Linked DNA regions of Astyanax mexicanus: region 1 is linked to region 2. The links are chromatin contacts, called in public Hi-C maps. All regions are on one chromosome and are shown on one strand. Each heading gives the region's core, a stretch centred on a gene start, on an enhancer-like site or on the middle of the called end of the contact. The rest is flanking DNA. Distances are from core to core; before and after follow the strand shown. Region 1 overlaps nup214 (nucleoporin 214). Region 2 holds the start of prrc2b (proline-rich coiled-coil 2B).

Evidence for each region. A called contact is a pair of places that touch in the nucleus more often than the background predicts.
Region 1: a contact with region 2 is called in a Hi-C map of blood, with 6 times the contacts expected there. The contact joins the enhancer-like site here to the promoter of prrc2b in region 2. A contact is called at or near these places in 2 of 3 Hi-C or Micro-C datasets (blood and muscle).

The regions. Positions count from the first base shown.
Region 1 is chr1:3,787,856-3,793,713 of AstMex3_surface, forward strand. nup214 (nucleoporin 214) reads right to left here. Exons shown (of 36, transcript XM_049465811.1): 22 at 4,491-4,736; 23 at 2,505-2,654; 24 at 812-917. Among protein-coding and RNA genes, the nearest start is that of nup214, 41 kb to the right of the region's middle. Within about 2 kb of position 2,581, the one cell type or tissue checked has an H3K27ac peak away from gene starts, as active enhancers do.
Region 2 is chr1:3,656,336-3,662,894 of AstMex3_surface, forward strand. prrc2b (proline-rich coiled-coil 2B) reads right to left here and starts at 1,760. Exons shown (of 31, transcript XM_049465788.1): 1 at 1,591-1,760.

The DNA.
Region 1 (5,858 bases), core at 1,331-3,830, 130 kb after region 2:
GTGCTTATCTTGTAAAAACTGACTGTATGAAACTTTGAGTGCTTGATAGATGTGGGCATTTGTGGGTTTAACTGTAAAATTTGCATTATTTGTTACATATATTATTTACTAGGTGTTTATCGCCACTTATTTCAAAAACAGCAACTTTACAAGAGTGAGAAAAAGCTTCTAAACTTTCAATAGAAGTCAATGTAAAAAGATTTTATTAAATCTAATTTTGAAGCATTTCTTCAAATTTCCATTTAGTGTGTTGAAATTATGCAGTAAACCAAAAATCCACAAAAATGGAGATACCTGTTTTTCATTGGACAGCGACAATATATACAAGTGCATTGCAAAAAAAAATTGTAGATCATTAAAAAGTTACTTTATTTCAGTGACTCAGTTTAAAATGTGAAACTCATATATTATATAGATGTATTTTAATCGTTTTTTAATTTTATTTTATTGTTGATGATTATGAAGTTTACAGCCAATGAAAACCCAAAAATCAGTATCTAAGAAAATTAGATTATTATATAAGACCAATCTGTACTTTTGAGAGAGTGTGGGCAGTGTGTCAAGTCCTGCTGGAAAATGAAATCTGCATCCATCACAATGGTTTGGAGAGTCATGTCTGTCATCTGCTGGTGTTGATCCACTGTGTTTTATTATCAAATCTAAAATCTTACAGCACTTCATGCTTCCCTCTGCTGATGACAACTTCTATGGAGATGCTGGATTTCATTTTCCAGCAGGACTTTTGGTCTTATATAATATTTTAATTCTAAAAATGGGCACTGTAGTTACTATGGTGATAAAAAGCACAGACCTGATGACTGTAGAAACAGGCATGGGTGGACCTTTATCCTTCAGCTCCTGCACGTTCACCACCTGAGGAACGTTCTTCAGAGTCGACTCGTTCAGAGACGTTGGTGCTGCAACACAATACAGATTCATTATTATCCAGTAAACACAAATACAGGTTTTAAATATATAACATCAGTTTATAGTATATCAAATAGGGGTGCTCTATAATGTTCACATGATCCACATGCTCATTCTGACCGACTGTAATACACTACAGAAAGCATAGGGGGCGCTCTATAATGCTCTATAAGGTTTATATGATCCTCTCGCTCATTCTGACAGACTGTAATACACTACAGGAAACATAGGGGGCGCTCCATAATGCTCTATAACGTTTATATGATCCTCACGCTCATTCTGACAGACTGTAATACACTACAGGACATATAGGGGGCGCTCTATAATGCTCTATAATGTTTTAATGATCCACAACACGCTCATTCTGACAGATTGTAATACACTACAGGAAGCATAATGGGAGCTCTATAATGATCTATAATGTTCATATGATTCACACGCTCATTCAAATAGACAGTAATACACTACAGGACATATAGGGGGCGCTCTATAATGCTCTATAATGTTTTAAAGATCCACAACACGCTCATTCTGACCGACTGTAATACACTACAGAAAGCATAGGGGGCGCTCTATAATGCTCTATAAGGTTTATATGATCCTCTCGCTCATTCTGACAGACTGTAATACACTACAGGAAACATAGGGGGCGCTCCATAATGCTCTATAACGTTTATATGATCCTCACGCTCATTCTGACAGACTGTAATACACTACAGGACATATAGGGGGCGCTCTATAATGCTCTATAATGTTTTAATGATCCACAACACGCTCATTCTGACAGATTGTAATACACTACAGGAAGCATAATGGGAGCTCTATAATGATCTATAATGTTCATATGATTCACACGCTCATTCAAATAGACAGTAATACACTACAGGACATATAGGGGGCGCTCTATAATGCTCTATAATGTTTTAAAGATCCACAACACGCTCATTCTGACCGACTGTAATACACTACAGAAAGCATAGAGGGCACTCTATAATGCCCTATAATGTTCATATGATCCAGACGCTCATTCTGACAGACTGTAATACACTACAGGAAGCATAGGGGGCGCTTTATAATGCGCTATAATGTTCATATGATCCACAACACGCTCATTCTGACAGACTGTAATACACTACAGGAAGTGTAGGGGGCGCTTTATAATGCTCTATAATGTTCATATGATCCACAACACGCTCATTCTGACAGACTGTAATACACTACAGGAAGTGTAGGGGGCGCTCTATAATGCTCTATAATGTTTATATGAGCCACATGCTCATTCTGATAGACTGTAATACACTACAGGAAGCATAGAGGGAGCTCTATAATGTTCATATGATTCACCTGCTTATTCTGACAGACTGTAATATACTATAGGAAGCATAGAGGGAGCTCTTTAATGTTTAAATGATCCACATGCTCATTCTGACAGAATGTAATACACTACAGAAAGCGTAGGGGGCACTCTATAGTGATCTATAATGTTCATATGATCCTCACACTCATTGTGACAGATTGTAACACACTACAGGAAGCGTAGAGGGCGCTCTATAATGCGCTACAATGTTTTTTTTTACCAGGTCTCTCGCTGTTCCTCTGTCTGGTCAGAGCTGCCAGGCCTGCAGCCTGGGCGGCGGGGATAGCGGTGGTGGGCGGAGGTCCGTGCTTCACCGTCTTGGTTGCCAGGATGGTGCTGTCAGCGCTGTCCATACTTATCTTGGGAGGCACTTCAGAAAGAGAGATACAAACGTCAGTCTTTCACAAAACAGAAGAGGCTCATGCCACAACAACTCACCCAAGGGCATAACTGCTCACATTATGGATTTGCAGGAGAATTATTTTATTTATCTACTTTAATACACTTTATTAAGCATTTTGAAGATATCAGAATACAGAATATTGTTTAACTATTAGATGAGCAGCAAAAAAATTATGAATACCAGCGTCCTATAAATAATAAATATTTAAAAAGGAGCTTTTAAGAATCTGCTGATGCATTTTAAATCATTTCCTACATTTTTAATTGCTTTATAGCATTTTTACCGTATCATAACTCATAACTTAATTAGAATGTTTAAAGCACTGACGGCTGTTGTCAGCAGAGCTTCAGCCAGTATTTTCTTACTAGAAATCCGTAGTATGTTACAGAACTCTGTGTCCGTTTTAGACAGTTTTAGATTTCCACACCCAAGATTACCAGGTATAGAACATAACAGCATACAAACCGGCTGAACAGGTAATCACTGGGCTTCAGTAAGGTTTACTAACCATACCCAAGTAATTTAAGACCACCACTAGCGTAGTAAAGACATGCATTTTGGACATTGCAAACATATATGTTCACTGATCAGCTTCGTACAATGAGCTAAGACTTATTGTCGTTTGCCACTGTGTGTCAATCTGGCAACCCATGTAAGCTTCGCGTCTGAGACAGAAAACTCAATCCATTGTTTGGAAATTTAACTCCTGTAGCCATTCCACACACTCATTTGAGAGATGGATTTAAGACATTTTAAGGCAAATTTAAAAAAAAAAAAAAAAAACATTTTTTTAGCTTAATAACATTTTAAGATTTTTTTTAAAGAAACAGAGATCCTGAAAAATAGGAATTTGGCTGCAGTAAGTAAAAAGAAAAATATGGTGCAGAATTTAATGTAGACAACACCTTTCCAACTGTTAAGCATGGGGGTGGGTGGATCATGCGTTTGGCTTGTCTTACTAATAAATATCAACTAAATGTTAAATATGAGCAAATACCTAATGCTAAAAAAAAAATCACATGATAATTACTGATATACCCTAATCTGACCTAATCAGTTTTCCTAATACTGGATGTCCAAAATTTTCCTCTGGGATCAATAAAGTCTCTATCTGTCTGTCTGTCTAATATGACATGCCAAAATTTATGGGACAGCAGTGTGTAAACGAATTATGAAGTTTTAGTTCAAAGGGCGGACTAGGAACACAAACACACACATGTATATATTGTGAGGTGCTATCTTGTGAGAGAGGTTGACGCAGATGGAGGGGATATTTGCATTTTTGTCATACCTACATTTGTCAAGATTATTAAATAAACTTTAATATCTGGCAAATATAACCTGATTAAATATAAAAACACTTTAAAAAAAAAAACATCCAAACCGATCTAACCCTGTGTGGTGAAAAGGTGTTTGCCACCCCATTAATTAACTGTGATTAATCACATTTGATCAACTTTTCAGTCTGGAAAAGGTTATGATGTCATTTTTTTAAAGCTTTGGGACTCCAGAGAACCACAGTGATTCACTATTATTCACTAATAGAGAAAACACTAAAATGGAACACTGGTGAACCTTCCCAGGAGTGACCGGCCCACCGAACAAAATTACTCCAAAAGGGCATGAAGAACTCATCCAGGAGGCCCATAAAAAAGAACCCAGAACTACATTTAAAGAACTGCAGGATCTCACTCGCCTCAGTTAAGATCAGTGTTAATGATTCAATAATAAGAATAAAGAGACTATTCTAACTCATATTATTATTATTATTATTATTATTTAATGATAGAGAACTGTACTAACTCTGCACTCTGCTGAAGGGCGAGGGCTGCATGGGGAAGCCGGGCTGGATGGAGGCGGTGCGGACCACTGCGGGGTGGCGTGGGGTCAGCACCGGGATGGCCGGTAGCTCCTCCTCCTCCTCCTCCTCCTCAGCGAGTGCCAGCGGCTCCTCGGGCTCCTGAGACTGAGACAGAGACGAGGTGGAGCTGACGTCGTCCAGATCCTCGTAGTACTTGGGCGAGAGGAATGCAGAGCGCGACAGATTGGCTGAGAAAAAAACAAAATGATTTTTAATAATGTATATTTTGAGAGCTCTACGACATTAGTGTGTAAGAAATAGCCTTTCCAGGTTATTGAGTGTGGAATATGGAGCTAGATAAGCTTTTATTTCCTCTATAATTCCACATGTATTTCTTCACAGTTTGTGTAACTTTAGTATTACCATGTCTTTTGCACTATAAGGTGCATTTAAAATCCTTAAATTTCACTTTACATCGTCAGGTGCACCTTATGTATGAATTCTACCAGTCAGGTATTAAGGAGCAGTAAAGCCACTCTGCTGAAGTACAGAATTATACAGGAGTTTCAGTTTAGTTCTTCAGCACCGAGACTGGAGCTGTATTAGCATTAGTTGCTAACTGCGCTAAACGCTAGCTCTTTCATCGTTCAGAGGTGAGTATTTTCAGGCTGTAGCCTGCTGCTAACCCCAGCTAGCACTGCTGGAGCAGAATTAGCATTAGCTACTTATTGCGCTAAGCACTAGCTCTTTTACCATTTAGCACTTTTACCATGTAGCCTGCTGCTAACCCCAGCTAGCACTGCTGGAGCAGAATTAGCATTAGCTACTAATTGCGCTAAGCACTAGCTCTTTTACCATTTAGAGGCGAAGGTGAAATTTAAGGATTTTAAATGTACCTTATAGTGCAAAAGATATGGTAATACTACAGTTATACAAACTGTAAAGAAAAACATGTGGAATTATAGAGGAAATAAAAGCTTATCTAGCTCCATATTCCACACTCAATAACCTGGAAAGGCTATTTCTTACACACTAATGTTATCGCACTGTAGCTTGCTGTTAACTGCTGCTAGCACTGCTTGAGCAGCCTTAGCATTAGCCGCTTACTGCGCTAAGCGCTAGCTCTTATGCCTTTCAGAGGTGAGTATTTTCAGGCTGTAGCCTTCTGCTAACCCCTGCTAGCACTGCTGGACAATCATTAGCATTAGCTGCCAATCGGGCTAAGCGCTAGCTCTATCACCATTCAGAGGTAAGTATATTGGATTGTAGTTTGCATGTTTACTGTGTTAAAACAAGCTACATGAGACGAACCGCTAGCTAATATCGTCCTGGCTTACCGGAACACTCAAGAGTTCCTCAGTGTAGCAGTT
Region 2 (6,559 bases), core at 510-3,009:
TAAAATGAATCCATCCATTCATCTACTTACTGGGGAAAAGGTAGGATTGTTCCTGTGTTCACTCAACTAAATTAAACAGAATTTTAAATCGAATTCATTCATTTACCACACATTGAGCACGATAAAATACAATACAATGTGTGCAACACAGCAGCATTACCGTTTAAAAAAATCATCTTCAAATAGGGAGCAGAATGACCTTTTAAAACTGTTTTTAAAAAACAGTATTTCGTATTTGTTCACACAACTAATTAATCAGATCTTTAAATCGAATTCATTCATTTAACGTTGCTACACATTAAAATACAATGAGAGCAGCATAAAACAGCACAAAACATCTGCAGTATTGTGTTTTTCAAAAGCCCAGTCGTTTTTAGCAGACCACGAAGCGATATTTTGACATTAGAGAAGTATTTTCAAGGTCTAATAGACGTTTAAACTCAATGTGATTGTAGATTTTGGTATTTATTACACCTAAAGAAAACGTCTGAGGAGAAAAAAAACGGTAACGTTATGCTAACGGCTAAATTGGCTAAATTCGCTTTGCAGCGTTTTGTGTGTGTTATATTCAGATCCTCTCACACATTTAACCACTTGAGTTAATACTTAATTCATTTTTTCACAGGATAATAAGTCGAAAATGCCGAATTTTAGCGAATTATATCAAATTTAAACGTATTTAACAAGTTAGCTTAGCATAGCTTTAAAGGTAAACATCTCTAACCTTAGGTTAGCTTAGCATAGGCGGATTTTTCCGCTTTGGTTTGGCGTTTAAGATTCTAGTCGAAATAAAGCTGTAATATGGTCAAATGTGGTTTTTAAAAGGTGTTAAAAGTGCGTCTAAATATGAATAACAGCTAAAATGGGTGTATTCGTTTAGGAAATGTGTATAAATAGCTGTAAGTAGGTGATTCAGGTCCAGAAAATAGAAATCCGTCGATCTAGATCCAGAAGGTAAAAATCCAGCTCCAGGATTTTGTTTCAACTGCCTGGGCGGTTGTGCTGCTGCTCGGCTGCTGCACAGGCGCCCAGGCAAATGAAACTAAATCCTGGAGCTGGATTTTTACTTTCTGGATCTGGATCGGAACAGATCTCTATATTGAAGCAGGTTAAAGCATTTAGAAGGAATTGTAAAGCTTAGAAACGCAGGACATTGTTTTTTTACAGGCTAAAAACGGGTATCAAAGCATGTAATACTAATTTATGTTAAAAATGTGCCATTATTGTAATAAGTCAAAAAATTAAATAAAATAATAACTAGGGATGAGATGAGCTCAGCCTGCAGACCTTAGGTTATAACATATATGCTATAACACTGAATTTCACACCGAAATTTGTACACCTATATAACTTAATAGATTCATTTCTCTAGTGCTGTAAATCTGTGCACACTCATAATACGTGTGTTAAACCCGTAGAAACGTGAATAACCCGCAGCCTCTCTCAGCTACAGGGGCGCATAAAGAAGCAGTGGAGATTAAAAATGGCTGCAGCGCCAGAACAAAGCCACAGTCCGAGTCAAGGGGGGCAGCGGAGATTCAGATTAAAAATAAAGGCACTATTTTCGCCCGGACCGCGCCGATAACTCACCGATTCAACGGGGAAACTCTTGTGTGTGCCCGATGGTGCGGATTTAGTCCACCTGCGCGCGGAATCTGGAAGGATGGATGGAGATTCTGCGGCCGATTCTGTGTTTCTTTAATCTGCTCGCCGTTTACTTGTGTTGCCACACACGGCCTGCTGTCGGATATGACGTTGGGGCGAGAGTGTGTGTCAAACTGCGACCGCTACAGGCGCGTCCTGGTATTACACACGCAGTGATTTATATTACATTTTGTAGTGTTTTCTGTTTTTTTTGGGTGGATGGATGGATGGATGGATGGATAGATAGAGATGTATGGATAGATGGATGGATAGGGATGTTTTGACTCCACAAACCCTCTGATGGTGGGTTGAGCTGGGTTTGATTACATTGCTTTGGGATGAGTTGAGCTGTGTTGAGTTGGGTTTGTTGTGTTGAGGTTGGTTTGGGTTGGGTTGGGTTTTTTTTGGGTTGTTTTTCATTGGGCTGTGTTGAGTTGGTGTTTTTTTAGGGGGTTAGTTTAATTGTTTTTTTTGTTGCGTTGGTTTTAGCTGGGTTTGTTGTGTTCAGTTGGGTTTGTTGTGTTGAGTTGGATTTTATTGTGTTTGGTTTGGGTTAAGTTGAGCTGTGTTGAGTTGGGTTTGATTGTGTTTGGTTTGGGTTAAGTTGAACTGTGTTGAGTTGGGTTTGATTGTGTTAGTTTGGGTTGAGTTGTGTCTGTTCGCATTGGTTTGGGTTGAGTTGAGCTGTTTTGAGTTGGGTTTGATTCCATTGGTTTGGGTTGAGTTGAGCTGTGTTAAATTGGGTTTGATTGGGATTGGGTTTGGTTGTGTTGGTTTGGGTTGAGTTGGGTTGAGTTGAGTATCTGCTCTATAGAGTCGTATTCTAATTAAAATAGAATAAAAACACTGCTTGATGTACTGAAATACATGACCGACTAGATGCCATAGATGCTTGTAAAAGCCGGGAACTACATGTGTTAGCTTTAATGCTCCACTAGGTGGCACCATTGGCAAGCTATGGTGTTTTTTAATCTTGTGCACAAATCCAGCACTATGGTTTCTAATAAAGTGGCCGGTGAGAGTCTGTAAAATAATAATAAATATTATACAGTAAATTAAACAACCTATGTATTAAATATGAATTATATTTATATGTCATGTTAATAATTTGCTATGATGCAGCAGAATGGATCATCTGCAATAAATCAGTCTGTATGATATTAAAATGATAATTTCTTTATATAATGAATCCTGTCTGCTGCAGATCCTGAGTGAATGGAGTGATGAAGAGGAGGTGAAGAGGATAGAGGGATGAGTGGTCCTCAGGAAAGGGCTGGTTCTGATGGAGAGAGAAGAGAAACTCTGCTGGACTCCACTAAACAAAATATATTTACTGAATAATGAGCTAAACATGTGTTTCTAACACACTCACTGGCCACTTTATTGGAAACATCTACTATATTACCTTGTGCTTCCACTCACTGTGGCCACTTTATTGAAAACACCTACTACTATACTACCTTGTACTTCCACTCACTGATGGCCACTTTATTGGAAACACCTGCTATACTACCTTATGTGTCCACTTACTGTGGCCACTTTATTAGAAACACCTACTATACTACCTTGTGCTTTTACTTACTGGCCACTTTATTAGAAACACCTACTACTACACTACCTTGTGCTTCCACTCACTTTGGCCACTTTATTGGAAACACCTGCTATACTACCTTATGTGTCCACTTACTGTGGCCACTTTATTAGAAACACCTACTATGTAATTTACTATAATATCTTGTGCTTCCACTCACTTTGGCCACTTTATTGGAAACACATACTATATGCTACCTTGTACTTCCACTCACTGGCCACTTTAATGGAAACACCTACTACTAATACGACCTTGTGCTTTCACTCACCGGCCACTTTATTGGAAACACCTACTACTATACTACCTTGTGCTTTCACTCACTGGGGGCCACTTTATTGGAAACACCTACTATACTACCTTGTGCTTCCACTCACTGGCCACTTTATTGGAAACACATACTATACTACCTTGTTCTTCCACTCTTATTGGCCACTTTATTGGAAACACCTACTGCACTTTCTTGTGTTTCCTCCCACTGGCCACTTTATTGGAAGCACGTACTATATGCTACCTTGTGCTTCCACTCACTGATGGCCACTTTATTAGAAACACCTACTACCGTGGCTTGCAAAAGTATTCATACCCCTTGAACCTTTTAACTTCACCTTATCTTACATCCACAAACTTAAATATTTTTTAATTGAGATTTTAAGTGATAAACCAACACAAAGTAGCACATAATTGTGCAGTGGAATAAAAATTATACATTTTTTTTTTAAATGTTAATCAAATAAAAATCTAAAAAGTATTCAGCCCCCCTTTACTCTGAAACCACTTAATAAAATCCAGTGCAATCAATCGTCTTAACTTAATGAGTTAATAGAGTTAATCCAGCTGTGTGTAATTTAGTTTTAGTATAAATACAGCACATATCCCAAGCATTGAGCATCACAAGGAGCTCTGTTCCACAATCCATCATCCAAAAATGAAACCAGAAAAAGTGTTCTACAAACCTACCAAGACATGGCCATAATCCACCCAAACTGACAGATCCAGCAAGGAGAGCACTGCTCAGAGAAGCAGCAGCCGAGAGGCCCATGATCACTCTGGAGGAGCTGCAGAGATCCACAGCTCAGGTGAATCAGGAGAATCTGTCTACAGGACAACTATAAGTAGCTTTACAACTATATAAGTAACTATAGACCAAAGTTGAAATGCAAAGTGCTATATATGTGGTAAAAAAAAAGGCTCATAATCGTGAACACACCATCCCCACTGTGAAACATGGTGGTGGCAGCATCATGCTGTGGAGATGCTTTTCTTCTGCAGGAACAAAGAAAAATCTCAATAAAATGTAGAAAGTTCAAGGGGTATGAATTATTTTGCAAGCTACTGTATACTACCTTTTGCTACCTTATACTCCCTGGCCACTTTATTAGAAACATCTAAAAGACAATGCTAAACCACATGCTGCACACATTAGAAAGGCCTGGCTGTGGAACTAGAAGGTGATACAGGTACTGAACTGTGTGGAGAATTGTGAAACAATCAGCAAGACAATGACGATCCTGCAGTTGCACCTTTCGAAGACGTTGGATGCACCTTCTTGTTTGCAGGATGAAAGGGACAAGATAACACCTGAAACAGTTCATCACCTTACATTACAAAGTGATGAATTTGGCTTTACTTTCTCTGAAATGTGTAGGAATGAAGTGCATAGGAATAGTATAGGAATAAATGAAATAAAGATAAAATGTTAAATATTTCAATAACTATTCAGAGTATAACCTTAAATGAACCGATTGTGCTAATTGTGAGGGTAATGTGACGAGGGGGGAGGGAAACTAGGTTTGTTTGTTTGTTGCTGGAGAACACACACACACACACACACACACACACTTACAGTGTAGATAAAGCGACCGTCTGCCCAGTGTTAGATTACAGTATCAGGGACGTCCACACAGCTGTGCATGACACGTATGGTTTAATCTCTACAGGCCTGAGTGTATGAGACAAACACACACACACACACACACACACACACACCTCTGCAGCTCTGACAGCACTGCCAACTCTCTCTGCCAGCCTACAATATTCACTAGTACTCACAAACACCCTGCTTCACATGAACAATACAGAGAGAGAGAGAGATGTAATATACTTTTATATCAGACAAATATAACCTAAATAAATATGAATTATTATTTTATTTATTAAGAGAAAAGAACTATCCAAACCGATCTAGTCCTTTGTGAAAAAGTGTTTCCCCCATAAATGAACTGTGATTAATCACTTTTTGTAAGGTCTGATTACTGCCAGACCTGCAGAATCAAGAAATCACTTAAATAGAACCTGTCTGACAACATGAAGCAGATAAAAGATCTCAAAAATCAGAATATTATTTTATACCCCCATCTGAAGAAACTCAACAACAGATGAGAAAACAAAGTCAAAGACACTAATATGCCAATATATGTATGCAACCACACTAGTTCCACCTTAAATGATGCAGATATTTTCACAAAATGGCACTAATTCCACCTTAAATGCTGCCTTTAAATTTATGCAATCACACTAGGTCAACCTTAAATGCTGCAGCTCTTTTCGCACAATCACACTAGTTTCACCTTAAATGCTGCCTTTATATTTATGCAATCACTAGTTCCACCTTAAATGCTGCAGCTCTTTTCGCACAATCACTCTAGTTTCACCTTAAATGCTGCCTTTATATTTATGCAATCACTAGTTCCACCTTAAATGCTGCAGCTCTTTTCGCACAATCACTCTAGTTCCATCTTAAATGCTGCAGCTCTTTTCGCACAATCACTCTAGTTCCATCTTAAATGCTGCAGCTCTTTTCGCACAATCACACTAGTTTCACCTTAAATGCTGCCTTTATATTTATGCAATCACTAGTTCCACCTTAAATGCTGCAGCTCTTTTCGCACAATCACTCTAGTTCCATCTTAAATGCTGCAGCTCTTTTCGCACAATCACACTAGTTTCACCTTAAATGCTGCCTTTATATTTATGCAATCACTAGTTCCACCTTAAATGCTGCAGCTCTTTTCGCACAATCACACTAGTTCCCCCTTAAATGCTGCAGCTATTTTCACATAATCACTAGTTTCACCTTAAAAAAGCTGCCAATATATTTATTCAGTCACACTAGTTCCACCTTAAATACTGCAGCTATTTTCACACAATCACTAGTTCCACCTTAAAAAAGCTGCCAATATATTTATTCAATCACACTAGTTCCAACTTAAATATTGCAGCTATGTTCACATAATCACTAGTTCCATCTTTAAAAAAAAGCTGCCAATATATTTATGCAATCACACTAGTTCCACCTTAAATACTGCAGCTATTTTTACACAATCA